4 separate regions of the Mus musculus genome follow, and all the other regions are linked to region 1. A link is a contact called in public Hi-C data. All regions are on one chromosome and are shown on one strand. Each heading gives the region's core, a stretch centred on a gene start, on an enhancer-like site or on the middle of the called end of the contact. The rest is flanking DNA. Distances are from core to core; before and after follow the strand shown. Region 1 overlaps Cnksr3 (Cnksr family member 3). Region 2 overlaps Ipcef1 (interaction protein for cytohesin exchange factors 1). Region 3 has its middle 48 kb from the start of Cnksr3. Region 4 holds the start of Ipcef1 (interaction protein for cytohesin exchange factors 1).

Evidence for each region. Hi-C and Micro-C count contacts between places; a contact is called where the count stands out from the background.
Region 2: a Hi-C map of regulatory T cells shows a contact between it and region 1, with 1.9 times the contacts expected there. The contact joins two enhancer-like sites. A contact is called at or near these places in 1 of 39 promoter capture datasets (the C10 cell line), 2 of 15 datasets of contacts at CTCF or cohesin (the NIH/3T3 cell line and large pre-B cells), 79 of 484 Hi-C or Micro-C datasets (B cells, the C2C12 cell line, ECoMG myeloid progenitors and 36 more) and 7 of 115 datasets of contacts at active chromatin or transcription factors (astrocytes, embryonic stem cells and large pre-B cells).
Region 3: a contact with region 1 is called in a Hi-C map of embryonic fibroblasts, with 1.5 times the contacts expected there. The contact joins two enhancer-like sites. A contact is called at or near these places in 4 of 484 Hi-C or Micro-C datasets (cerebellum, embryonic fibroblasts and tail fibroblasts) and 1 of 9 other capture datasets (adipose tissue).
Region 4: a Hi-C map of cerebellum shows a contact between it and region 1, with 1.8 times the contacts expected there. The contact joins the promoter of Ipcef1 here to the enhancer-like site in region 1. A contact is called at or near these places in 5 of 484 Hi-C or Micro-C datasets (brain, cerebellum, cerebral cortex and 1 more), 1 of 115 datasets of contacts at active chromatin or transcription factors (CD8 T cells) and 2 of 9 other capture datasets (adipose tissue and pancreatic islet).

The regions. Positions count from the first base shown.
Region 1 is chr10:7,115,716-7,122,995 of GRCm38.p6, forward strand. Cnksr3 (Cnksr family member 3) reads right to left here. Exons shown (of 13, transcript NM_172546.2): 13 at 3,347-4,871. The coding sequence ends at 4,573. Among named protein-coding and RNA genes, the nearest start is that of Cnksr3, 93 kb to the right of the region's middle. Within about 2 kb of position 2,881, at least 140 of the 459 cell types and tissues checked have an H3K27ac peak or open chromatin away from gene starts, as enhancers often do. A contact at or near this core is called in CD8 T cells, adipose tissue, cerebellum and 3 more, where this site is marked.
Region 2 is chr10:6,881,961-6,889,240 of GRCm38.p6, forward strand. Ipcef1 (interaction protein for cytohesin exchange factors 1) reads right to left here. Exons shown (of 9, transcript NM_001170800.1): 9 at 4,405-7,280. It also overlaps a transcript of Oprm1 not described here. Among named protein-coding and RNA genes, the nearest start is that of Ipcef1, 95 kb to the right of the region's middle. Within about 2 kb of position 4,096, at least 5 of the 459 cell types and tissues checked have an H3K27ac peak or open chromatin away from gene starts, as enhancers often do. A contact at or near this core is called in regulatory T cells, where this site is marked.
Region 3 is chr10:7,256,461-7,263,740 of GRCm38.p6, forward strand. No RefSeq gene overlaps it. Among named protein-coding and RNA genes, the nearest start is that of Cnksr3, 48 kb to the left of the region's middle. Within about 2 kb of position 4,196, at least 40 of the 459 cell types and tissues checked have an H3K27ac peak or open chromatin away from gene starts, as enhancers often do. A contact at or near this core is called in cerebellum, embryonic fibroblasts and tail fibroblasts, where this site is marked.
Region 4 is chr10:6,976,475-6,983,754 of GRCm38.p6, forward strand. Ipcef1 (interaction protein for cytohesin exchange factors 1) reads right to left here and starts at 3,991. Exons shown (of 9, transcript NM_001170800.1): 1 at 3,773-3,991; 2 at 3,040-3,209. The coding sequence starts at 3,198. It also overlaps a transcript of Oprm1 not described here.

The DNA of each region.
Region 1 (7,280 bases), core at 1,631-4,130:
TGTTCCTCTTCTAGTTGGTAAGTATGTGTGCATTGTTCACCCTCAGTGACACACTTCCTCCAACAAGGCCGCACCTGCTAATAGTAGCACTTCCCATGTGCCAAGCATATTTAAACCACCACACATAGAATGCCCCCACATTCCCTCCCAAGCTTCCAATGCTGAAGGTTTAAGCCCCATTAGGAACATTAGGGGGTTGGCTTTGAAGGGAGCAAGCCCTTGAATGTAAAGGTCGGTGTGTGCTCTTCCCTCCTCTCTCCTCTTGACCTCTCCTCACCTTTCTTCTCTCCCCTCCTTCTCTCTTTCTCTCTTGTCCTCCCCACGTCTTCTCTCTCCTCTTACTTCTCTCTCTCCCTTACCCACCCCAATATGGCTGTGTGCAATCTAGAACTGAGACAGTCAGCACCTCAGACTTGACCTCAGATTCTATACTTGGCTGTGGCAAAGCTCAACCTGACTAAGACAGAGTAATTCCCCAAATGACTATCAAAACCATTGTCCAAGCCAGAGAGTGGCTGTATCAAAGTGTATGAATTCCTTTTAAGATGGTCGCTCACAGATAATCTAGGAAATGGCTTGGGTTCACTCACCCCAAAGGAACTAGGCAGTTTATTAACACACTAGGAAAAAATATAAAGCAGTTATCTACGTACATAAAACACAGACATAGCAGGTGAACTATCTAAGCTAGGCCTACATTTCTACCTAATGCACTCCAGGTTGGCAAATGACAGTCAAAAAGTTTCTTCATTTCTGGTAATATTCAAACTTAAAGATATTTACTCCCTCAAACTCTTGGGGGTGGTGGTGGTTTGAAAGAAAATGGCTTCATAGGCCCACAGGAAGTGGCACTACTAGAAGATGTGGCCTTCTTGAAGGAAGTATGTCACTGGGGGTGGGCTTTGAGATCTCAGATGCTTAAGCCAGGCCCAATGGCTGGCTCTTCTTCCTGCTGTCTGCTCTGAATATAAAATTTTCAGCTACATCTCTAGTACCACTGTTTGATTATAACATCTGGCTGGAGCAGTTACATATTGAACTATTTATGATTTACTTCTTTATGTTCCAGCTGTGACATCCTATCACATACTACCTGGCAAATGCTTTTATGTGTGCATCTACTATCATCCATGATTGCATTTGGTGATTGTCGTGATGTTATAAAACAAGGAGGACTTTAAGCAAAACAAGATCCTCTAAGTCTAAATCAATGTGAGCAAAGCTCATACAAACCCACAGGGCCTGGAGGGGTCTGCAGTGATCCTCTGCAAATACATAATGACTTCCAGCTTAGTGTTTTTATGGGATTCCTGAGTGTGAGTGGGTCTCTGATTCTTGTACCTTCTCTGGGCTCTTTTCCTTCTGCTGCTTTGCCTTGTCCAAATTTGATGTGATAGTTTTTAACTTAAATCATATTTTGTTAAAAAAAAAAAAAGAATGAATGAATGAATGAATGAATGAATGGAAAACCTAGCCACTGTCATTCTTACCTGCTGGGACAGGGACAATCAGTTTTCTCCAAGAGTGACACTTGGACAGGCTTCATGTTCAGGAGTAGTTGGCAAACATACAGTGGACTCTACAGGTTTTGGTGTGTGTGTGTGGACACTTTTATTTGACTACAGTGTGGTGGGTTGGGTTCATTTGTTATTGATTTTCTTTTTTTGGTTTATGATTGTGTTTTTGTTTTTTTTGTTTGGAGCTTTTGTTTTTGTATTTTTGTTGTTGTTGTTCCTTGAGAAAGAACTTAAAGTTGGGTAGGTAGGGAGTGGGTAGAAGATCTAGAAGGACTTGGGGAAGGAGAACATAATTAAACATATAAATCTTTAAGATGTTTAAAGTAACACAAAATAAAATAGAATTTAAAAATGTTTAAGTGAAAAACATTTCTTTAAAGGGGAGGGGGGGGGGGATGAAGCCAGGCAGTGGTGGCGCACACCTTTAATCCCAGCACTTGGGAGGCAGAGGCAGGCGGATTTCTGAGTTCAAGACCAGCCTGGTCTACAGAATGAGTTCCAGAACAGCCAGAGCTATATAGAGAAACCATGTCTCAAAAAACAAACAACAACAACAACAACAAAAGTGTGTATGGGGGGTGATGGGGTAGGGTCAGGTTGGACAGGACTAGGAAGTCACCAGGAAGTTCCTGTGCGCACACATGCATGTGCAGACCTGTGCGCACAGACACCGAGTTCCTTCCTTGGCTGCCCTTCCATCGTACATACTGAAAGCTGATCTTTCACTGACCCAGAACTTGCAGACTCCAGCCAGTCTAGCCGACCAGCCTGCTCCTGGGATCCCTCATCTTGACAGCCTGGGAGTGCAGGAGGTGTAGAGTTACCACACCTGCAGGGATCGGAGGGATCCAAACTCTGGCGCTTTCCTTGTTCAGCAAGCTCTTTATATACCAAGATATCTCCCCATTTTGAGGAACTACTATTAGCTGTTGCTATATATTTCAAAAGCAGAGTTTTACAAAATCCTTTAGCAGCGATAGAGTTTTTAAACATAATTCAGGTAAAAACCTCAGACGAAAATACAAAGAAAAGAGACATTGTGGAGGCTGTAGAGGAAGCCAGAACTTTCCCTGGACTTCCCCCAGAGCTTCCAGGAAGAGTGTGGGAGGGAGGCACCATCTGGTGTAATAATTTGAGTTGAGCGCTGCAGACAAGAGTTAAGTCTGAGTTCTGAGAATCCATTCTTAGGACGCTCCTTCAATTTAGAAGAGACATCTGCAGAGAAAAGTGCCCATCACACTAACCATGCTGTCCGAAGCTCTGCACACCATTAAGCAATGGGACTGTAACCATCTTCCAGACCAGAGAGTCAAAGCAAGCATCGTGTCTGGGCACAGAGCCCAGGTCAACAGGAAACTGGCAGGGGCCAACGCTCCTGGAACACAGCTCCTTCCTTGCCCTTTCCTGTACTCTGCTCACAGGCATGCGCTATATACTGAATGAATCACCACAGAAGCCTCTTCAATCCTGTTTGTGGGGGCTGCCCTCCCACCCCCCACCCCCAGCCAACAGATTAGTTTCTTGAAGTGCCCCAGACACTGCTGGGAATATGTTGTTGTAAGTGTAAAAACAATGACACTGGCAGAGGTGGCTACTGTGCCCCTTAACACTGCCACAGAGGCATTTAAGATGGGGGGAGGGGAGGCCTTACTAACTCCAGTCATCCTGCGCACTGCACTTCAGGCAGGTCACTGGACAATCCCAGTGGTGAAGTATGTGGACGCTGGGCTTCAGCTCTGCCTAGGAATACCTTGGAACATTTCTTTTCTGTAGTGTCATTTACGTTTGTTTCTTTCGCTCCTCTACCACAAATTCATAAAATCCCAAATGCTTGGAAGAATTTATTTCCGTCTTTAATATAAGTGCCCACACTGCCAACGGCCAGGAGTGGGTCACTTGTAAATCTGAAACCACGTTGAATACTCTTTTTCCTTGGGTTTCACATATGACACAAAACAGAAACATTTCAATTATGTGTGACTAAGAGTAAGAAAAATATACAACTCTATTTAAAACACTTAAATTAACAAGATAGGGCTTTTTCCACTCTAGCAAAATATTGTACATTCAGTTTTAAACAAGAGTTAATATGCAGACACACATTTTCAAAATACCTGATCCTAGTTGAAAATCAGTGACGATGAGGCTTTCCAAGATATTTCTAATTAGCAAAAATGTGTACACCTGGGAAGGACTGTAGGTTTCCCCCCCCCCCCCTCGAACACAGACATCAAACAGATCAACACTGCAAACTGACCAATGCCTCATAACTCTAACTCTGGTTGCTTCTGCTTCCTGAACAATACACTTTGGCTGTCAGCAAATCTTATAGCTCCTTTCCCATATACAACTGCAACACCATTCACAAAAAGCACACACTTCTTTGCATATGCTAAGTTCCATCAAAGCGTGCTCGTGAATTTGTGTATTGGCTCACCTACATGGAGGCTGTTACTGAAAGGGGGGTGGGGGGGTGGCTGGGCGCGGGTAACAGCTGATCTGTAGGTAAAGAAAGCCCTGCTACAAAGAGCCTCACACACATCATTCTGTGGCGGACGCTGCCATACTTATAAATATGTTCTATAGCTTTAAAAATCAAAGCAAAGGCTTTTCTCCTTTGGCTTTTTCAGATGCAGAAGTTGGACCACAAACTGACTATGGGTTTTATCTATGCGACAAAACCCATCAATTTCAGTCCCCGCTGTCCAAGAAAACAAAAGTGAACAATTTTGCCAATTCCTGACATTAAGTTGTCTGACCAACACCACACTTTAAAGAGCATGTCTCCATGTTCCCACAGTGGGACGGCAGAACTAGGCAGGCTGTGCCATGTCTGTCCTTCCTTCTGCCTCCACAGATGGCACCTAAGATCCACTGGATTTGATGCCCTCTGGTTGACTTGAACACTCCAGGAACAACAGTATACAACCTTAAAAAAAATGGAATGAAGTAAAGTTGCCACGGAGCACTGTGGAAGGAGTCTAAAGAAGCTGTCCACTGAGGAAGAAGGCACTTGCTAGCAGGAGACAGGCAGGAAGCTGGTGGAGCAGCCACCTCAGTGAGTCAACAGCTTGAGGCGAGTCAGCCAGCTGACCAGCAGCGACGGCTCCCCAGAGGACGCCTTGGCCGATGAGGAGGCTGATTTCTTCTTGGAACCTTCCTCCTGGAATGGAATGGTGGCACTGCTGTGTAGGTCGGAGTTGATGTAGCACCTGCTCCCTCGGATGTAGTCCGCACCTCGGACCAGGTGCCGCTCAGTCAGGGGTCTAGAGAACCGGTACATAGGAGAGGCACTTTCTTCAGTGATGGGTGTGATCCGCTCATTGCTGAAGTACCGGCAGAGGGCATCTTCCCCTGTTTTCAAGCAAAGACAAACTATCAGGACAAGAACCCCCAGATCTAACACCACACTGCCACCAAACACATGCATACCCAGCTCTCTGCCCTGCAAAGACCTATGAAGGGCTTGGCCCTCCAAAGAGAACCACAGGGGTTTGCCATCAGCGTTATGATGGTTCGATGAGAAATGCCAACACGTCTCCACTGCCAACTTATGTACTGACTGTGTATCCTCAGTGGCTGCACTGTGCTGAGAGCCTTTGGGAAGTGAGGCCTGACTAGAAGACACTTCTCACAATGGGTGGTCCTCTGCAGGCCATACCCACTCGCTCTTACTGTAAACATGGCTCGAAGCATCGAAGCATCGAGCAAGGGCCGCCCCACAACTTGAGTGCTGTACTGTCTTAACTCTTCTTTCTCTTCTGGGTTAGTTATGCTCGCCCTTTTGAGTTAATCCTCAGGACACAGGAAGAACATAGACAAATTCTTCACCAACGTGTAACCTAAGTAGCCCATAGCAAGGGATAAGGCAAAACAAAGACTTGAAAAAGATGAGCATCTGTTTGTAGCTACAGACAGAGCCTCCCTGGTTATTAGACAATCCACAAAATGAAGCCACACACTGTTCCCTGGGGTGATGAAGTACCTTGAGATGTTCTCAAGGTACACTGACCTCCCCATCAAAGGCTTTGGGGTATCAAGCTGAAAACCCATTTTAAGAACTGTCCTTTAAAAGAAAATATAAGCTTGTGAAATGGTTCAGTGTGTGTGGACACTTACTATCAAGTTCAATTCCTGAAACCCACGTGGTGGAATTAAAAAACCAACTCCTCGAAGTTGCCCTCTAGTCTCAACAACCATTCTGGCACCTATGTATTTACACACACACACACACACACACACACACACACACTCATACAACACACACAAATGCACAAGCATGCATACAGCACACACTCACACACAAACATCACACACACAAGCACACACACTCTCACACACCACAAACAAAAAACACAAACACACACAAGCATGCATGCACTCTCACACACCACACACAGACACCACACACATGCACACATCAGACACATACATACATATATACACACTTGTGCACACCACAGACAGATACCACAAACATGAACACACTTGCACACACACACACACACATATAGAGAAACACACATCTGCACATGTACACATACATGTACAATTTTAAGTTAGCTTGCCTAGGATAACAGTTTCCTAGTACTCAGAAGTGGCTGCAACTGGGGTCCAATCAGAGCAAGATACTTCTCCAGCTGCAGGGGAACTCACTGTTATCCATATGGCTCATAGCACACATGAATTAAAGGGTCATGATGGTTTACCCACAGGTTTTTTTTGTTTTGTTTTTTAAAGGAAAGGCCATGAGGCTAACCAGTGTATAATGTAATAGAATAAGTGGAGCTAAGAATGTGGAACCTAAGTTGTAGTGGAAACCCCAGAAAGTTGAAGATCATCTGCCAAGGAAGACTGCAGATACCAAACAGAGCCACTCTAAGAGATGCCACGTGCCTGCAATCAGAGCAGGGGTATGGAGCAAGATGGCCAAGCCCTCTGAAGCATGTATTACGTTACTATGCTACTGAGGTGTTATATGTGGAGTTAGACATGCTTTGCCTGGCTAGGTTTTAGTCTTGTGCTGTTCTGGAATGTGTATGCTGCAATTGAATACTAAAAGGGCATAACTTCCCTTTTGACTTCAATAGAGGCTCACAGAGTTGTCCTTGAATCTCAGAATACTTTGAACTTCCCAACAGTACCAAAACTACTAAGATGATGGGCTGGCGTGGATGCCTTGTGTATTATAAGGTGGAAGCGAGCCTTAGGAAAACAGGGATGGAATGTTGTGGTAAGACTGCGCAATGTTCCCCAGGGGTTTGTGTTCTTAGTAATAGTGCCCCAGCTTCTGCTGCTGCTTTGAGGAACTGTGGGAGCTTTAAGAGGCGGGACCCAGCTGACAAGAGGTCATTTGGGGTAAGCTTTGGAAGGGTACAGTCCAGCTCCTGGTTCCAGCTGCTCTCTGCTTCCTGGTCTATCACCAGGTAAGCATGCTTCCACCTCAGCCTCCTCCTGCCTCAGGTCAGAGCCTTTCTGCCACACTTTCCTCACATGACACCTGAAACTGTGATCCAAATAAACATTTCTCTAAAGTTGTTTCTGTAAGAGTTTTCAGTAATATGACATGAAGTGGCTAATATATTCAGGTTCCTTCAACGACCAAGAGGTAACACAATGGCCCAGCAGAATAGGAGAGCCGGAATGCTTTACCTTTATATTTGCATAACTCTACTTAAAATAATAAACCAAAGATGGAAAAAAATGTGTTTCTATCATTGCTTAGATGGCTCCTAGTGATATTCTGCACACTGCCTTGTTCAA
Region 2 (7,280 bases), core at 2,846-5,345, 230 kb before region 1:
GCCACAGAAGAACCTAACTTGTGTCCTCGATCCACTGGCGAAACTCGGGTTCCTGTTACAGATGGGCAAGGAGTTGGCGAGAAGGAGATGACAAACAGACAAGACAAAAGGGAGTGTGGATCTGAATGTGACTTTTCTCAAAGTGAGCATACATCTTATAAGTGACATTTACACAAAACAGAGGAATGTGTACAAAAAGCTAACAGCACCCAACTGGGATAAAATTCAATGTTAACAACTGGGATCGAAAGCAGCCCCACCTAAGGTCAGCTTAATCTTAGAAGTCAGGGGCAAGGGCTTTGTGCCCTTGACATAGTTCCCATTCTAGTCTATTGTGTAGTCTACCTTCCCCCTAGGCCATTGTAAATTCCTGTGTATGGGTGTAACTCAGCTATCTATAGTTCCAAGTATCTACTCTGGTTCCTCCTTAGACCAAAACCTTCCTTCTTCCTAGATAATGGTAAATTCTTGCATATGGGGAGTAACTTGCCCTGAGATTTCTAACTCTATGTAGTAAATAGTAATGCCTGATTTCTTTCACTATCTCTCTTACAATACTAGAGGCAAATCTGAATGTCACTGAATAGGCAACATTCTTACTGAATTCAAAGCCCATGGTCAGCTCAAGGACTGCCTAGGACTGGTGAGGAATGTAACTTAGCTATATGTCAAAATCAATCCTTAGAGGCACTTATAATAAAGCAATATTAAGGGAAAGCACACAGATCTGTTTACCGACTAAAGCAAGAACATTGGATCATTCGTTATACAGGATGCCATGGTTCCAGGAGACTAAGTTTCCGTGAACTTTCCACCTCAGGACCGCATCCAGGCTTTTCGGCCTGTCAGGCAGGTCACTACTGGAGTGGATGTAGCAGTCAAAGTGTTTGATAACCCTTTTTAGATTTTTTAAAACACTAAGCCTACAGTATGGAATGTGCCTGGTTCCCATAGGCAGATACACACTGTATGTTTCATTTCCTTACCATCCCGTGGGTGCTTATCCTAAGCATATTGTATGGACTACCATGTGTGGACCAGTCACAATGTAAGCCTTTGAACAGTTGTACTGACTTAGGCACAGTAAGAAGGAAGAACTCATCCACAGGTGAGTTTCTACATGTCCTACATGTCACTTATAACCAGGCTAAAACACTGCCAAGATAAATAATATACCTTGTTGGAACTCACGTGCTTTTGTTCTTTTGTTACATGCAGACAAGGCTTTGCAGCTGTAGTAGTTTTCAGCCTCAGCTAGCATGTACATTCTTGGGGACATGCATGGTAGCCTCTACCTCTGCTGCCGAGGCTTCTCTCTGTTCATGATCATAATGCACAATCCCCAAGGCAGTCGTCTCCTTCTGAGCCCTTGAGTGCTCAGTGCTTCTCCAGAAATGCACACCATCTTATGGATAGTAAAATGTAAACACAGGGATTAGGTCCTTATATATGGCTATGCTGCCAGAGCTTCATCCTCAGGTGTCTCCCTGTAGAACTCCATGTCCCTTGGGCCATGCTTTCTCCACACAGAATGGATGGTCAGTTGTGGTACATAAGGCATGCCTTCCCCAGGCTGGGAGCTTTTCTTCTACCACTGACTTACAAAGTCACCCATAGGTAAGGCTATAAGACAATACTCATCCATCATATAGTGAACCAACCATTAACAAATTAAGCTTAAGCATTTTTGTCCTCTGCCAAACAATGAGAAATGGCCCCATGAGATGCATGTGGGCCGACTTAGAGGTGAGTGTGCTGGAGTGGAAATTGACAGAGATGTTGGGGTCACCTTTTCAGTTTCCTTGCGCCCCCTTAGGTACTACACTGGCTGGATTGATGTCAAGTTGACACAAGCTAGAATCATCAGGGATAAGGAGCCTCAGGTGAGGAGATGCCTCCATGACATCCAGTTATAAGGCATTTTCTCAATTAGCAATCAGTGGTGAAGGGCCCAGTCCATTGTGGGTGGTGCCACCCCGGGCTAGTGTCACAAGTTCTTTAAGAAAGCAGGACATGCATGCTATGGGGAGCACGCCAGTAAGAAGCACCCTCCCATGACCTCTGCAACAGCCCTTGCCTCCAGGTTCCTGCCTTCTTTGAGTTCCTGTCCTGACTTCCTTCAATGATAAGTAGTGATATGGAACTGTAAGCAGAATAAACTCTTTCTTCCCCAACTTGCTTCTTATGGTCGTGGTGGTTCATCACAGCAATAGAAACCCTAACTAAGACAGGTATTTAAACCAATATTGAATGTATCATTTCCACTTTATAATGGAGTGCTTCTGAGCTACCTCAAATGGCTGTCTAGTAGTACCTACATCTTGAGAGTTAGTTCTGGCTACAAAGTTACCTGTGCCCCTGACTGGACACTCTGCCGGGGTTAAATGGCATGCCAGAAGCATTTTTTACCCACTCTTTCTTGATGTTGTGGCCTCACTCAGAGCCTTTGGAATCTGTACTATGGATCTTGTATTAAGATTGATTTCCAGTGAATCCATGCTGTGGCCTTCTGTACTGTGTACATCTCTCCTAGTGTAAGATGTGACACATGCACAGCTTGCTCCTGCCACACAACTCATTCTTGTCCAAAAGTAGAATACTTTCACATCATGTAAGGAAGTCAGAAAACTCTTCCATATAGATCTGCTGCCTTGAAAGCTTCTACAGGCCTCACCAAGCACAATGCATGCTTCTTGCTGGCAGAAAAGCAAGGCACAGTCACTGTCCCTTTACTTTTGAGTGATAGATCCTGACTTGCCCCACCCCCTGAACCTAAATACTTAGCTCTCATTCTCTGAAGTCATGTATCTAATCTTATTCTTTATATCATCAGCCTGATGACTAGAGTTCCTTATCTCGGCATACCTTATTATACTGGCAATTTCTTGATCAAGACTACAATTGGTGATAGCCTTGACCCTGGCCACTGTTTCCAAACTAGTTGCCATTACACTAATTCTGGCTCTTGCTTAGATTGTTAAGTGTGGCCTTCTGGCCTTTGCCACTATTCTAGGATACTATCATCCACATTGTTACTAACCAATGCAGATTCTTTATGTTCTTTAACATTCGTCTGTATTATAAGACTGGTGCTCACTTGAGAAAATACATCCAGATACAGCACTCCCTTGTGTCTATGTCCGTTTATCACCTTTTTTATCACCAACTCCATGCCCATCTATCTGGAACCCTAATTTCCCATGGATTGAGAGAGACTGACTGGGGCCAGTCCGTGGCAGGTTCTAACTCTTTTTTTCTTTTTTTGTTTTGTTTTGGTTTGGTTTTTGAGACAGGGTTTCTCTGTGTAACCCTGGCTGTCCTGGAACTTACTCTGTAGACCAGACTGGCCTCTCAGAAATCCACCTGTCTCTGTCTCCCAAGTGCTGGGAATAAAGGTGTGTGCCACCACTGTCCAGCTTGGTTCTAACTCTTAATCTGCATTTCAAAAAAAATAATTCTCTAAACAATGTAGGTAACCAATAATGTTAATGAAATAGACAAGTCAAATTTTGCAGACCTTTGACACATTTTAAAATAATCATGTTATTTTACAGTAAGTCTGTAAAATGAGAGACATTGAGAAAGACCACAAAGGTTAGTGTAGAAATAAGTCCCAGTATAAAGTTATCTTTTAAAAATCACAATTCTGAAATCTGTTATCTTCATTTTGACCACCAGAGGGCGAAATAATCCTTGTTGAAGATCAAAAACTCAGCTACAGGTTAGTGTTTTCATACTGTTTTGTGGGTGGTGGTTTGTCTGGTTTGGGGTTGTTTATTTTAGTCTTCAAGGAGGAAGAAATAATGGAAGGCAGAAAATGAACACAAGTAGTGTATTTTTTTTCCATACCATTTTACTAGACAGTTTGCATTTCATCTTTATCTTACAAGTCATCCTGGGGAACAGGGAACAGGGGAAATGAGGCATGCCTCGGTTTTCAGTTTCCTCAAAACAGAGAGATGACAATAACCAAAAGCACAATGACAGATAAGGTATCAACCCCACAGTAACATCTTGCCCCATACCATACATTGTTGAACCCCATCCCCATCATGCAACAGCAGAACATGTGTGACTTAAACCATGGTTTCTATTACAGGGTGTTAAATGTCTCCATGGGGCATGCTTCCCTTTGGACTAAAGCTAAAGAGACATCAATACAGAGCAACTAAGTTTCTTTACAACGAAGGAAATGGAGAAGTTTCTTTTTAAATGCAGGGTCTGATTTCCTGTGCTCCATGTGATATGGTGTGATTGAGAAGGTTTTTTTCCTGTGAATGGAACATCCCTTTGACCCATCCATTTCACAGAGATTAGAAAATCTAATTTGAGGGGAATTTACTATTATGGATGACAAAACCTTAAGCTGGCAGTAACCTACATCTTGGATTGAATTTCTTTTGTGGGTAAGTATACAGAAATGTTTGATGGAAAAGAGATTGGAAATCTTCTTTGTGTATCCTATTCTGTTAGTGGGAAGCAGAACTACATTCTAAACCTGCATTTGGGCTGAGTACCGCTTCAATATAATGTGACATTTGAACAGTCACTCTTTGTACCTAGATCATTTGTATCGCTGTTCCAAAATATTGTCTTTCTCTTTTTACAAGCAGCCTGTGTCCGTAAAGTTAAATATGGCTTACATCGGCAGAGTACCTCTCCTCAAAAGACTGAAAACTATTTTTCTTTTCCTTTGTTCCCTCTGTGTGACTATGTGGTCTGAACCCTCCCTGAGGGAATGAGCCTCATCACAAATCCGTGGCTCATTTCTAATCCCTAAGTCTCTGATACCTGACAGGACAGTTCGCATCTCAAAAGGAAAAATTAGAAAAATGAGCATTTTCCAGCTCTTTAAAAGACTTGTATCCTTTAGCTTTAAAGTCCTCACAGTGCTAACATAGTGTGTTTTATAGAACGGACTAAAAGAAACAACAATCAGGCCAAGCTCCAGTTCTCAGAAAACCCAGTGGCAAGGCAGCGGGACCTTTCGGGAGACACTGCTCACAGCAGTGCCTCTGGGGGTTCAGCAGAAGCCGCAGGAGCCAGGTGTGCAGAACCCAGAGTAATAGACACAGGGGCCAAGTCAGACCATTTGATCCCCCAGCAGGCTAAGCGGAGACAAGCATTCCTCCTCTGCAGAGGGGCTGACAGACCTGAAATTCAAACTCAGATTCCGGCTGTACCACTTGGGGCTTTGAGCCAGGCATTTCATTACACCCATAGTTCACAATCATCCCGATTAGCCTATGGGGTGGTAGGACGCAGGGAAGGGGGTTTGGAACATACAGTTAGCAAACTTCAAAGAGCTATGCAAATATAAGGCATGGGTTCACACTGAAAATATGACTCCAAACCTGACCTCTTTCTTGGCCTGTTGGAATCCTGCAACTGTTCGCTCCAGCATCTTTCTGGGACTCTGAATTTAACCTCAGATTAAAGCGATAGGGAAAGCTAAGAACTCTTATAAATGACAGACATCTTGCAAACAACAGAAAAACGTGCGACATATGTGTGTTAGCAACTTCTCAACTAGTGAGGGTCCTCTGCCAGGCTCTCATCTGGGTCTTCAGATCAGAAAGAAAGAGTCCTCCTTCAGCCCTGCCTCCCCAAAAGTCCCCAGAGAAGCCTCATCCTTAACCAGTGCCATGGGTTCTAAAAGATTCGTGCTCAAAGATCCACCACCAGTGTCCTGAGATGGGTGCTCTGGTACATTCCAGAGGCACAGTCAAGAGTCTCCCCTGGGCTCACACTACCTATAGTCCATTTCCCAGCCATTAACTAGGAGAGATCTATAGTTCCCAAATCTCTTGAACCAGAGAAGAGACTTGAGGCCAAGGGATAGCTCCTCATGGTTTCTCTTCACTGAGGGTCTCTAGAAGTGTCGCTCTCTCTGTCCTCACCCAGAAGTGTCACTCACTCTCCTGCTCACCTCGTCTGTCCTCACCCTACTCTTAGGATCACAGCTGAGGCTGGGTACCCACAGAAGCACCCCTACGCTGTGACTAAACTTAGCCCAGAGTGAAGAAGTATTAATTTACAGAACTGGGGAACAGAGAGTGGTTGGTTTGTGCCCAGGAGGTCAGGACACGGCTGAGACTGACTTGGGAACATTCAGCAGGCTGGTTCCACCAAAGCAGAAATGTCTGCTCTGACTTTCTTGAAGTTGCCTGGAAAATTAACCCTATGACTTGCTCAAGCAATCTCACGAACCAACTTTGCCTTTAGATCTGAATGTTCCTAAAGGAGTTTACATTCAAAGGTCAGTTAAATACCTATGAGTGGAAAGCCAACGTAAAACATTTAAATATAGCAATCAGCCCTCATAAAAAGTGTTTGGGGCTTCCACTTGGGGGAGGATGGAGGTCTGTAAAGTGGAGTTGCTAATAAAAGACATGAGTGGATATTTTCTCCCAGGCTAAGGTTGTTCCAATGCTAATTTGCCTCCCCCCAATGCTTCCTTTCACTGTGAACCCCAAAACATTGCCCTCTGAACAGCTACTAGCCACAGGAGGAAATGGAATCAGTCCTGATAGGCATTAGCATCTCCAACTGCATGGATCCATGGAGGGCCCTGCAGGGCCTCTCAGCTCATCCCCAGGCTTCGTCTCGCCACTTGATGAGTCTGCTTCTCTCTCTCTGCTTCTCTCTGCTTCTCTCTGCTTCTTTCTGCTTCTCTCTGCCTCTCTCTGCTTCTCTCTGCTTCTCTTTTTGCTGCTTCTTTACTTTTCCCTCCTAAGGCAAGGACTGGTTTTCATTTCAGTGTACAAAAAAAGTCTTGGTGAAGTACAGGGAAATAATAAACAATTCTTTCTATTCACCTTATAGATATAGATCAGGTGGCTATTTCTATTTGAGTTTGCCGAGCCACCTGGGATGTTATGATATGAATATATACGTCAACAATTTTCAAAGGGCACGTGAGACACACATAGGTCCTCAGTGAATTAAGGTTATGATTTAGAAGTTGTCATTATGATTAATATATTGTTTTTCCTTGAGATCTCTTTAATGACAAACTTTAATTTTTATTAGTATATAATTAGGAATCATATTGTTTATATTTTATTTGGCTCAATAGTTTGTGAGATGTGTTTCTTTGGGTCTACAACTCATGGCAACTAAATATCATAAAGCTTAACCTTTGTGAATAGAAGAGCTAACCTAAGGAGCTAGTTAAGAAAATGATGTGTAACAGGCATTGAAATGTAAGATCTCTGGAGCTGAGGGTGGGGTTGTAATGGAAAGAAAGCATTCAGAAAATTAGTAATTATTAATACATG
Region 3 (7,280 bases), core at 2,946-5,445, 140 kb after region 1:
GAGCAACAATATGAACCAATCAGTACCCCCAGAACTCCCAGGGACTAAACCACCAACCAAAGAGTATACATGGAGGGACCCATGGCTCCAGCCACATATGTAGCAGATGATGGCCTTTTTGGTCATCAATGGCAGGAGAGAACCTTGGTCCTGTGAAGGCTTGATACCCAGTGTAGGGGAATGCCAGGGCTAGGAAGCAGAAATGGGTTGGTTAGTGAGCAGGGGGACGAGGGAAGGATTAGGGGGTTTTTGGAGGGGAAACCAGGAAAAGGGATAATATTTGAAATGTAAATAAAGAAAATATTTATTAAAAAGAAAATCTAAGATGCTGGAAAAGAAAGAAAAAAATCAAGCTAAGCATAGGTCTATAAGCAAACCAGCAAATACCATTCCTCCTTCGTTTCTGCTTTAGGTTCCTGCTTGAGGTCTTGTCCTGATTTCCTTCAAGAACAGACTATATAACCCGTGAGATGAAATAAGCTATTTTGTTCTTCAAGTTGCTTTTGGTCATGGTGTTTGTCACAGAAACAGAATGACAAGTGAATAGATACCAATTACATGGAAAAGGGGCATGTTGTTGAATTGAAAGTTAGATAAAAGGTTGAGCTAATTCATGAAGGCTTTTTCACAGCATACTTTGATGTAGGAAAGACAGTAGAAGGGAGCAGAGATACTGCCAATACTACTGTCTAGGTTTTCCTAAGTTAAGAAAATAACATAGAGATCATATTAACAAATCTTTTACAGACAACAATAAACCTTACTTTTTTTTTCTTTTTCAAGGTAGAGATAGGATTTCTCTGTGTAACCCTGGTTGTCCTGGAACTCCCCTGTAGACCAGACTGGCCTTGAATTCAGAGATCTTCCTGCCTCTGCCTCCAGAGAGCTGGGATTAAAGGTGTACAACATCACTCCCTGGCTAACAGTCCTTTCTTTTTACTGAGTATTTTGTATTTGTTAGAATTTATGATGTGATTATACCCCACCCCCAAAGAAAAACAATTTATATATTAAGGTTCTAATGTCAAACATAATGAAAAAAAAGAAAGAAGGAAGGAAGGAAGGGAGGAAGGAAGGAAGGAAGGAAGGAAGGGAGGGAGGGAGGGAGGGAGGGAGGAAGGAAGGTGGAGGGAGGGAAAGAGAGAGGGAGGAAAAGAAGTTAGAGTAAGATAGAAAACTCCCTCTTCTTTCTTTCCATATGCACACACTAAAAGGTCATGCAAGGACAGACAGAAGGCAGTGACCTATGAACCAGGATGTTGCATGTCCCAGCACTCTGATCCAAAACTGCCTTCTCAACTCCAGTCTCCAAAACAGTGAGAAGCAAGGATCTGTTTAACCACCATGTTTATATCAGAGCCCAAGCAGACTAAAGTGTCAAGCAACCGTCTAGCTAGACTCCAAATAGCATCTCATTAACTCAAAGTGGTAGCTGCCAAGACCTAAGAGCATGAAGGGAAACCCTAAGACATGAGGAGCTTGCCTGGGAAACTCTGAAATTCAGTCATGGAGAGGGGATTCTTCGGCTCCTGACCTCTCTGGCCCCAAGAACAGTTGTTCTGGAAGACCCTGCTATGTCTAGGAAGAGAGTACTCTACATTAATTTTTAAAAGTTACAAGTCGACGAGTGTTTTATAGCTTCTCCAGTGGTTCCATTGCATTTCCAAAGTCAAGTTAACAGACAGTCAAGATTGGATCCAAGATTCTCTTTCACTTTCCCGTTTCTTCCCATGGCCCAGCCTCTCACTTAGAGTATAAATGATGTGGGAAGCAGGGAGACTATCAGTGTCTGTGGTCCATGAAAGCCCCACATTTTAACTGTGCTGTTCCACATATACTTGTAACACCATCCTGGCATCCTTGCATTGATGTGCTGGCCTAGCATAGCAACAACTTCTGATCATGTCTGTACCTGTTCCCAGGCAGATTATTCTATTCCAATTCCATAGCTATAGTTTGGATTGTTTTTTTTTTTTATAATTTTCATAATATTATTCAATTGACCCCTTTACCTTTTCCCCATCATGGCAAAAGACCCAAGGTGGGTCAAATACCCAGCAAAGTTCAGATGATGCCATTCATACGCAAGCTTGCCATGCCCTAGCCCCGGGGGAGATGACTCTTTCCACTCATTATGAAAATCACAGCCTTGTACCAGGGCTAAGATATGCTTGGAGATATGATTTCATTTTCTAACTATGACATTTCTGATGCATTAAGCTTAAGTGTGTTAATAGTGTGTGCTGCCGGCATAAGTCAAGGCCAGCGATACCATCAGCCCTGTAAAATTCCTTAGATGCCTGAGCACTGTTAAGAGAGGTAAGTTGCTTCGAGGTGGTTATTCAGGACGGATTAATGTGTAATCCCAAAGAACAGCAAACAGCTATGGAAAATATGAACTCAGCATTACTAGAGGGGGAGGGGGAGGGAGGAAAGTCAGTTGAGTTAAGGAGAACTCAGAGCTGAGGCATGGACCAGACCCATCTGAACAGGCACAGGACACAAGTCAATGCTTTGGTTATAAAAATATGCAACGCTTCCAAATTCTTCAACCCTAGCAAAAACCCCCCAGGGCAGCCCAGTCCAACCCTCAGCCTACCGATATATCCAAAGTATCCGAGAGAACAGACAGATATCCAAGAAATCCTTATAGACGAAACTAGCAATGCTCCCTACAACGATCAGTATTTATTTCCTGGAGAAGAGACAGGTTTTCACACTCATCTTTCTCTTCTGCTCTTTCTATATTCTTATCATGTTTAGAACACATAGCAAATCAGAGAGGTTGTATAAGGTATATTCAGAAAGCAAATTAGAGGACATTATTTCAAATATATTCAAGTTATGACAATATTCTAAGTCACTGAACGGCATATTTACATAGTTGAATTAAATGTTATAGAAATTACACTGCAATAAAGATCTATCTATCTATCTATCTATCTATCTATTTATTTAGGTAGTTTTGGAGACAGGCTTTCTTTGCATAGCTTTCCTTGACTGCCCTGGAACTCATTCTGTAGGCCAGGCTGGCCTCAAACTCCCAGGGATCTACCTGCCTCTGTTCCCCAAGTGCTGGGATAAAAGGCATGCACCACCACTGCCAGCGTAAAGTTGTATTTTTAAAGCTACGTATGAGGTTAAAAATCTTAACCATTTCTAGGACTCAGAGCTGTATATACAAAGCTCAAACATGGATGACAAGATTACTGAAAGTGAATGAAAGGATTCAAAAGCCCTGTGAAATTCATCCTAACTCCCAGGAAAGCACAATCAATCGTTTCTATACTTCAACAATGTGATTCAAGACAAACATTTAGATTTGGAAGTATGTTCTCAAACAAAAAAATCCCATCAGATAAGCTGTCTCATACAATCCATCAGTTTTTTAAAAAAAACATGAGATGAAGGGATGGGGAGAGAGCTTGGTATATAAAGTTTGTTGGGGGTGGGGGTGGGGTGGGGTAGGGGAGCCTCTGAACTGAAGTCCTCATATTGAACAGCAAGCACTTTACATACCAAGCTATCTTCCCACAAGCCCAGAGGTGGAACATTGTACACACACTCAAAGAATAACCTTAGAGCTCACTGGTCAGTCTAACAGAAATGGCAAACCCTTGGTTGAATTAAGAAAGACTCATGAATAAGATGGACAATCATAAAAGACACCTTGGTCAACCTCTGACCTTTGCCTCCACACCCGCACATGCACACACACTGCACACACACACACACACACACACACACACACACACACACACACACACACCTACCACACACACATAAGGAAAGTATAAAATGAAGGGGCCTAAGTAACTTCATTTTTAGCTGTGTGTCTGAAACAGCTGTCCAAGTAGCATTTTTGTGGTGAGGCTTTTTGCAAACAAGCTTAATGGAATGATATTTTCAGAGCTTTCTGTCCTTGCCAGCTGTCGAGGTTAAAGGGAAATTATCTTGCAATTTGGAGGCATGTCTAAACCAAAGCACCTATTTTATTCACATTTCTGAATCAGTCAGATTGCTGCCAGAAAGTGCTGGGCATCCAGGAAAATTCCAACCAGGTACCCGAAATCTGCAAGGATGCTTTTGTTTCAGTAACTTTGTGGCTACCACGAGGGGAAATGAGACACTGTAACAACATCCGGAGTCATCCAAATGTATCGCTGCCTGGTCAGCTTTACTGTCACAAGGAGATGACATCATTTTAAAAACTATGTTGCAGCTTAAGGGCCAAATGAAGTTGGAAATGACAGTCCGTACTGTTCCTTGTGGTGGCTCACTCTCATTTGTCTCTTAACGCCCTGAGAAGGTGTAATTGTTTGTTTCCCTGTGGCCAGCTGACTTACTCCGTGGGTCAAAACCTCTTACCCCTCTTACCCCCCCCCCAACCCCCAAGACACAAAAACAAGAGAAGAAACCCTAAAGCCCTCAATTAACAGACCAGATGGCCTCCTGTTTGGCGGAAATCTCACTGAGGTGACCTCAAGTGACCTGCCTCCAGCACATTAGCTGTACACGAATTTAATCTAGTCCCAAGATCTCAGGCCTTCAGTCTTGTCAGTTCTTAAATGGGTCTAATTGCACCAGTCTCTTCTGATTCACAAAAGGGATATATCCATGCATGTGGTTTTTTCAACTAAAGAAATAAACCAGGAGAGAAGCAGTAATACTGAGGCCTGCCTGAATAAAGGAAATTCTCCAACAACTGTGCTGCAAGATGGATACTTGGATAATATCTACTAGGAAAACTCACTGTGCATACATATGTCTCTTTTATATGTACACATATGAATATTCACATGAGTATTCATGTTTCCATACATATGTGTGGAGGAGGTCAACTTCAGGTATCATTCTTCATGAGCTACCTACCTGGTTTTGTTTTGTTTTGTTTTGTTTTGTTTTGTTTTGTTTTGTTTTGTTTTGTTTTGTTTCAGCCCTGCTCACTCTAGCCATATTTATTTCATATATGTGGGTACACTGTCACTGTCTTCAGACACACCAGAAAAGGGCATCAGATGCCCATTACACATGGTTGTGAGTCACCATGTGGTCGCTGGAAATTGAACTCAGCTCCAGAAGAGCAGTCGGTGCTCTTAACCACTGAGCCATCTCTCCAGCCCCCAACCTGGTTTTTAAATACAGGGTCTTTCACTCAAATATGAGACTGAAAGATTAGTCTATTGTGGCTGACCAGGGAGCCCTGGAGATCTGCTTGTCTCTCCTTCCCCAGTGCCAGGATTATAATTACATCATGTATCTAGGCTTTCACACGGGTTCTGTGGGTTGAACACAGGTCCTCCTGCTAATTTAACAAGACTAAGCTATCTCCTGAGCCCCTAGAAGAACTCTCTTGATTCCTAGTTTCCAAATGAGATATCTATCAATATTCTCTCTCTCTCTCTCTCTCTCTCTCTCTCTCTCTCTCTCTCTCTCTCTCTCACACACACACACACACACACACACACACACAAATAAGAGAGAAAAAAGATGAAAGGGAGGTGGAGATGAGAGAGAGAGAGAGAGAGAGAGAGAGAGAGAGAGAGAGAGAGAGAGAGAGAGAGAGAATACATGTGTTCCTCCTATGCAATTCCATCAGAGTCCACCAAACACACTTGCAGCCCTTTCGTGAAAATTCAGCCACATCGCAATGGAGTCCATACACAGAAAACACACCTCAGAATCATTTTATCCATCCAGTTTTGAGTTGCCTCACACTACCCATGCTGGGCACTCACAAAGCGATGCCAGGGAACTGAGTGATTCCCATGAGTCATGTGAGCAAAGTTTGTCCCAGCTGGTGATAGGCACAGCAAACAAAACATGGAGTGCAGAGATGCTAGGGTCTAGGAGACATTGCTCTCTGATTTCAAACTAGGCACTTGTGATCATTAATCTCGACTGTCAATTTAATTAGCTTGGGAGGTGCCTGGGACATTAGTTAAGGATTCCTCTGAATGAGTCCTGGGAAGGTGTTTGCTGAGACTACTGGCATGTGGGACAGCAGCTAGGGTGGGAAGAGCCACATTCAATGTGGGTAACAGTATCCAATAAGCTGAGGACTTGATAGACCTAAAGCAGGAAGAAGACAACTGCCACAGACATGCTCTACACCTCTTGCTCTGCTTCCTGGCTCCCATATGTGAGCTGCTCTGCTCCACATGCTCTTCTGTCACAATGAGCTCAAACCTCAGACACCATGGGCCAAGATAAGTCTTTCCTCCTTTAAACTATGTTTTGGGGCTGGAGAGATGGCTCAGTGGTTAAGAGGACTGAATGCTTTCCCGGAGGTCCTGAGTTCAAATCCCAGCAACCACGTGGTGGCTCACAACCATCTGTAATGAGATCTGATGCCCTCTTCTGGTGTATCTGAAGACAGCTACAGTGTACTTATATATAATAAATGAACAAATCTCTAAACAACAACAACATCAAAAACCCCATGTCTTCCTTTTTTTTTTAACCCCATGTCTTCCTATCTGTCATAGCAATGAAAATTTTGACAAACTTGAGAACTGATACTTGTTTGTTGGTTGGTTTGTTTGTTAAGACAGGGTCTTCTTTATGTAGCATTGGCTGGCCAGGAACAGGCTACGTAGACCATACTAGCTTCTTCAGTACTGATCTTAAATGTTACAGGGACACAGAAGCCATTTGCATTGTAAGTTACTATGGTAGTCTATCAAGAGTGATATTTAATTCTCACATGTTTTTTTGGGTTCTAAACCCTGATGCCTTCAACAGTGGTCAAATTATTTGATTATTGCAATTGGTCCTTTGAGAATACCAACTAGGAGAAGCTATAATGAAATATGCTCTGCCTCTGGGCAGCAGCTGAGTGGAAGCTGTTTGCATTCAGATGCTTAGTGACTGAGTTGTGCCCAGGATACAGATGATAAGGGAGGATCACCATGGAGGGTGCAGGGCTACTGGGACAACCTGCAGTCCTACAGTAGGCTACTGCTCTACTGGGATAACCTGCAGCCAAAGTGATGCAGAGGGGAGCAGAGGATATGTTGAAATTAGTATGCAACATATAAATAACAGTTCTCTGCACACTAACACGTCCTACCCCAATTCAGTCACCCTGTGCCTCCTCCCTGTTACTTCCTCTCATGACTACTGCTTGATGTAAACAAGATCTCACCAGGATAAGATGTTATGGTGGCTTAAATAAAAATGGCCTCCACTAGTTCATATGTTTTAATAGTTGGTCTAGTTGGTGGAACTCTTTGGGAAGGATTAGGAGGTGTGACCTTGATAGAAGGTATGTCACTGGG
Region 4 (7,280 bases), core at 2,741-5,240, 140 kb before region 1:
GAGGTAAGACCCTCACTGATTGCTGGGTACCAACAACAGAAAGGCAGGGTGGGGAGGGTGACAAAGTCCCTGGGAAATAATGACAGCAACAGGGATGAGCAAAGGGATCTGACCGGGTAGTTTGTACACTCACAGCAGAACTGCCACTTGTGCAGGTGATCTCTTGGTCCCCCTTCGGAAATGAGATCATATGATATCACTTATCCTGGTCCCCAGAAAAATTTAGTGTGGCATATCATAATCAGGGACCAAAGGGGCCAAGACAGGAAGCAGGTTTTATTCACTCCTTTCATGTATGACTTCAGCAGTTTATACTAGGTCTTAATCTTTTAAAGTATGCCTCTGAGGTCTGAGACTTTCTGTCTATATCCCTGTCTGTCTCTATCTCCCTCTGTCTCTCTGTCCCTGTCTCTCTGTCTATGCCTCTTATTATCTATTTATGTCTATCTCTATCTCTTATCTCTCTCTGTCTATCTCTGTCTCTATCTAATCTTTCTCTGTGTCTTTGTCTCTGTCTATGTCTCTGCCTAACTCTATCCCTATATCTGTCTATCTCTGTTTTTGTCTCTCTCTGTTTTTAATCTCTGTCTGTTTCTTCTCTACCTATCTCTATCTATCTCTGTCTGTCTGTCTGTCTGTCTGTCTGTCTCCATCTCTGTCTCCCTCCAGAGATTGTGCCCTGGACCTCATGCATGCTAGGCAAGCACTCTACCACCGATGTATATCCTCAGACTTTTATATTTCTTTTTCATTTTGAGACAGTGATTTACTAAATTGACAAGACTATCTTTGAACTCACTCTGTAGACCAGGCAGGCCTTTGTACTTGCAATCCTGCTGCCTCAGCCTCCTGAGTAGCTAAGACTATAATCCTGTGCCAACATACCCAGCTAAAGATTGTTTTGAAGAATAGATAAGAGCCTGCATTTAAAATACCTAGAACATCCATCCCTTGGCATATGGGAGATGTTCCCTGGGATAGATCATCATACTATATACAAAGTCACAAAGAATAGAGTCACAAAGTCCTCTAAGAAGAATAAGGAACAGACTGCTAATTAAATCTTAATTGAGGTCTACCCATAACAAATACACAATTGAGATGTCAGGAATGACTGCAGCAAAGAGAGAAAGCAAAACAACATGAGAAGTCCTCCACAGAAAACTCTTTCTTCTGTACACCATTTATAATCCTCTATCTCCCTGGGCAATTAACAGCAAGCTGATTCTCAGGCTAATGCTACTAATTTAATGACACTAAAGTACATGACCAGTATCCCAAAGCTTACTTTCTGCATCTAATGAAAACACACAGGGATGGGGAACCCACAGGCATCTAAGACTCCATCTTCTTCCCCCTCCCTAGTCTAAGCCAACATGGCTGCTCCATACAGAAGAGTGAGATTCCTGATGTCTAAGATTAGGGATGTCTGAAACCTAAAAGTAACCTGCTCTACTCTCCTAAGAGAAACAGAAGCTGAAGAAGCCAAATGAGCCAAGTGGTAATTGTGTGGGTCCAGAGAGGACGTTTTCACATTCTACTAAGACAGGGATGGTGCCATCTGGCGGAAAGATGGGAGAGATATGCTAAATGGCCTGTTTATCTCTGAGCCCTGTTATGTCCCATAGATGCAGCAGTTCCAATACCCAACTATCCCACAGACTCAAGAAATCCCCCAGTGCTATGTATAGGGTAACTGAGATCAGCTTGTCTTAAGGAGCATCTAGGTGACAGTCACTCCATGATAACTACCCAAAATGCCATAGCTTAGAATAATAGGAAATAGAAGCTGGAGAGATGACTCAGTAGATAAAAATGCTTGTGGCCAAGGTAGACCACTTGAGTTAAATCCCAGGGACCTATGCTATAGAAACAATTCCTTATTGTAAGTTGTCCTGTGACTTCCACACATGAGTGATGACACACATATACCCAAACACACACACACACACACACACACACACACACACACATACAATCAATCAATAATAAATAAATAAATAAATAAATAAATAATTCAAAAATTAAAAATAAAATAATAGAAAACATAAAATATTTATGTTAACCTTAATTTCACTTAAGAAGGAAGTTGTATTTGTTTGGAAATCTACCCAGTCCTGGGTTGGCTTCATTTAGCACTGGTCCCTTAAATGGTTTAACAGAGCGTCTCTATGGGTATTTCTTCTACAACAAAGGGACCCCAGTTCTCTCAAGATCTGCAATGGATTCCCATTCACCAGAGTCAGTGACAGATCCACCAGCAAAGCTCTTCCACAACACTAACATTCCTCTCAGAATGTCTCTAGAGGCAAAGGACAATACAATAACTTCATTTCCAGCTCTTTTTCTACAGCCAAACCATGAAGCTCACCCCAGTAGCGTGTGCCCATCAAAGGATAAATTCAGCAACTATCTCAGTGAATGTTGCCCTCTACAATGCTTGGACACCAATGTCACCATGGAACAATGTCACCAGTCCCTCCACAAGGCTGGCATACAGGTTAGCCATCCCAAACCAACCCATCTCAGGAGAAGAGAAGGTAGTGGATAAAGGATGGAGATCACTCCCTGAACTGATGGATTAATATCCTCAATAGAGGGCAAAGCTGAGTCCCTTTTTAATAGACCTTAGCAATGCAACCTCCCCCACCACCACCACACACACACACACACACACACACACACACACACACACACACACACACACACACACAAATGATATCCAGACAGATCCTGAAACTATTAGGATCTCACAAAATAATAAAATCAGGGGAACCCGAGGGCTCTTTCCTTAAGCAAGGATATATTTAGGGCCCCTTTTCTTCCTCTCCAATCAGAATAATGAAGCCAGATGGCTTCTCCCGAACAGCACAGCTCATTAACCTACATGGTTCCTGGGGCAGAAATGAGTCCCCTAACAAATCTGCTAGCTTGCTCTGTTCCAACTCGCAGAGAATCCCTTCCGCATGGGCATCCTCCGGCCAGCACTCTGGAAGCCACGCTTTGGTAAAGGGGCTAGGGCAGGAGGAGGTCACTCACCATTTGATTGCTATACCAATACAGCGATGAGCCCTTCAGCACCACCCAGAACTTTTTCCATTTGTTGCTTAGAAAAGTTCCCTTTTCCTTTTTCTTGTACAGCCAACCCTGGCAGTCAGCGTGGCCCAGATCTTTACAGGATATCCTTCTCCGACTCATGTTGAAAAACCCTGCAAGAGTTGCATGGACAGGTGAGTGTGACCCGGACTCAGGTGACAAAATAAAAGGCAAGGTTTAGCTTTTTGCACGGCGAGGATTAGACGTTTTCATTCATGCAAAGTGAATATTTTTTTAAAAATCATGTATCTGTTCTATTTTTAAACCTCCATTCCGTGCCTAGAAAACCCGGGCAAAGACACTTATATGCAAGTATGGGTCTAAGAACCTGAGTTAAAGAGAGTAAGTTGAAAACGTTAGACTCAGGGGCTGGAAGCCACATTGTGGTAGACACGCCGGTTCTTCCCACAATAACAGAGGCAGTTATGCAATAGGAACGGAAGGGTTAAAGCCCACCTAGGAACACGGTGACTTCCCGGACTCAGTGCCAGCTTCTCAAAAAAAAAAAAAAAAAAAATTAATCTGGCACCCATCTCCTGATATTAAGATTCAGACAGTCAAGAATCTGATCCCCCCACCCCAACCCACCCCAAGGAGGCATCCAGGAGAGAGAGAGAGAAAAAAAATCACACTAACGGACAAGAAAGGAATAAAGGAACAAAAGGAATCGAATTACCTTGAGTTTTCTTCCTGGGCTTCTGACGCAAGGGAACCTGCTGGAAATGCAGGAAGGAAAGAAAAGAGAAAATTTCTGATTGTGTTGTAACATTTGTAAAGAGAGAGGGAGGGAGGGGGTGGCAGTGTTTATGAGCGGGGTGGATTCTAAAAAAGAAAAAAAGCCTCTCCAAGCAGAGCTCAAGGGAAGCTACCAGCTGAGGCACAAAATGTGCTAATTAGAATCGATATACATTGAGCCGAACCTGGGAAAAAGAGTAACAGGCATGTATGCACCGCTTCCTGTTTCCTCCCACAAGCAGCTCTTGCTACTGCTTAGGTTAGCATGGCACAGGCTTTGTTGAAGTTTGAAAACATCATGAAATACATTTCAAGAAACAATTATCTTTTCTTTCTCCCCTTAGTTTCTAAATCATATCAACTATTTTAAGTAAAACTGGAGAATAATTGTTTCCATCTCAAGCTATTAAATGCTCACATCACACTAACTTCGTGGTCTTGCTAATATGCAGGAAAAATTATTTATCTCTTCTTGGACTCTTCAGAGACTCTAAAGCCCCTCGATTGAGAATTTCTTATTTGCAGCCTAATATACATATCTCATTCTATCTTTATCTCTGAATATTTCTCACATGTCTTATAGAAGATAAATATTCAAATATTCAAATCAGACATGAGGATTTATACAAAATACACACATTTCTCACAGCACATTTTCATCAAGTCATATGAAATCAGATTCCAAAAAACACTGGGAATCCCAAAGGAAAAAATATGCTTGCAAATGCCTCTCCTGCTGTGTCTGTCTGTCTGTCTGTGTACATGTATGTATACAAACATTAGACAGAATTTTAGCTTTAGAAAACTTCATTTTTCTTCCACGGCATCTATGCTAAAATCCTTCAGGTTTAAATAGATTTCATTTATGTTAACAAGCAGAGATTTTTTTTTAATTTTTAAGCATTCAATTAAAATGTTCTAAAAGTTGGTAGGTAACTTCATGAAATGTATGGTTCTCTGGCTGCATCTGGCTAGAAGTCCACATATCTAACTACTGATGGATGGCAGCTGTGGCTCTGCCATATGTTTACAAGGGAATAGAACCTATACTGAAAATAGGAATTTTTTTAAAGCAACAGGCCAAGATTTAACAAGGAAAATTCACTCAATATTACCCAAGGAAAAGTCACTCTAAGCCCATAAATATGTATGTATGTATGTAAGTATGTATGCATGTGTGTATATATGTATGTAAGTTTGTATGTGTGTATATGTATGTAAGTACGTATGTGTGTATGTATGTATGCATGTATGTAAGTGTGTATGTATGTATGTAAGTTTGTATGTATGTAAGTATGTATGTATGCATGTATTTAAGTGTGTATGTATTTATGTAAGTTTGTATGTGTGTGTATGTATGTATGTATGTAAGTATGTATGTGTGTATGTATGTATGCATGTATGTAAGTGTGTATTATGTATGTAAGCATGTATGTATGTATGTATGTGTGTATGTATGTATGATTTCTAATCCCATAAGTCTCAAGCATATCTGCCAAGATTTATTTGTGAAAATATTCTGATAACTAAAAATCCTGTTCCTGTAAATAACCACATATCAATGCATCATGGAGTGTACAAAGATAAGCAAACACTTAATAAGCAAAACCCATCATCTTAGAGTAAGGATGACTCCCATTTCCCTCAGCAGGGAGGTTGGAGTTGAGGTTAAATTGTTTTTCTTCATGGATACAAGACCAGGGAAACCCTGAGTTGGCTTTGTTTTGTTTTGTTTTAGAAACATCCTTTCTTCCCTTGGATCATTGATTGATCTCTTTGAGGGCAATTTTTAAACAGATTCAACATGTGTCAGTCATGGCCTGCTAATCAAGTCTAAACACACTGTCCTGTTAAGGAGCTCCATCTATCTTTCCTTCCCCGAATATTTCCCACACTACCAACTTCTTGGTCTACGATTCTCTACTATTCCTTAGTCTCTGGGCTAATTTTTTATTTTTTATTTATTTTTTTTTTATTTTTACACCACTATCCTGAGATCAAGAAACCCAATTAGTACCTACTGGTCACACAATATTGTCCAAATTGAGTGCTGGGGCTGATGACACAGGTAATAAATGAACTTCCTTGTAGGTAAGACTTGGGGACTCTGGGATCCTAAAAGGCAAGCAAAGTAACTAAGAACCAGGGTTGTGGGAAAAAGCAGAGATGGCCAAGTTGATTCCTAGAAGGCTGGAAGCCCAGGTAAACAAGATGAAACTACATTGTTTCAAACAGCAACAGCAGCTTTTAAAAAGAACCCCCAAGTAGGACACAATGCCTGGGGAACAGCTTTGAAGTCTGGAAGGAAAGAACAGAAGAGGTTTTGTATTCTTTGGCTCCTGGTGCATGGAACAGGGACCTGAGTCTCCATTGTGTGATGGCTCCCAGGGACACTGCTGGCTCTTCAGCTCCACCATCAAGCCTAAGGTGGTTTCCAGAGAAATCCAAGTCAAAACTGTGCGTCTTCATGTCTCCTATTATCAGTCCCAGGTCTACAGCTAGATTCTTGCACTGAGTCTGGGTTGAGAGTTGGACATCCACATCAGGTCAACAGTCCCCTGAGCAGTGTTCCATCACTTCCAGCAAGCTCCTTGCCATCCAACCCTGCCCTGACAGCCCTTCCTCACGGCAAAGCTGCTAACTGAAATAACAAACTAGTGAGGGTTTCAGTTTCACTTGATAGATGTGACTATGAAACCCCCAACTGTTCTACAAGAAGTAATGAAAACAACCTTTGAGAGCTTTACAGAGTCTTAAGACACATTTTCCTCCTCACAACAGGAAGTGGAACCCATGAACTAGTCAGTTTCAAGACCTTCATGTGGCTTTCTCACTGGGTAGGTTGAAAACACTGACAGGCGATTGAGCAATTTATGAGACCATTTCAACCTTCACAGATATTTAAAGTTTAATGAGCTATTTCTCCCAACCTATTTTCTTCCTGTTTGAATGACATAGAGAAAACTGACATCTTATTCTAATAAATAAATAAGTTTTCTCTAAAATAGATCTAAAACTTGGGGGTCAATTCTCTAGGAAAATATATGCATAGTTTTTAATTGAAGAAAAGTAGACTTTTCTTTTGGCCTTGGAACAAGTGTCTCATTTGAGGGCTGAGGAGATGGCACAGTCAGTAAAGTGCTTGCTGAAAGGCTTGAGGGCCTCAGGTAGATGCCTAGAAACCATGCTTAAAATCCAGATGTGGTGATATGATTGTAATGCCAGTATTAGGGAGGCAGAAACATGCAGATTGCTGGAACTTGTTAGCTAGCCAGAGCTTCGGGACAATGAGAGACTCAAATAACAAAATGTATGTATGGTTTCTCAGAGTAATACCTGAGGTTGACCTTTGACCTCCCCCCACACACATGCAATTACTCATACATGTTCAATGATCCTAGTCTTTAGCAAGAATTACACAGTAATGTGTTGACATTCTAGTTTCATTT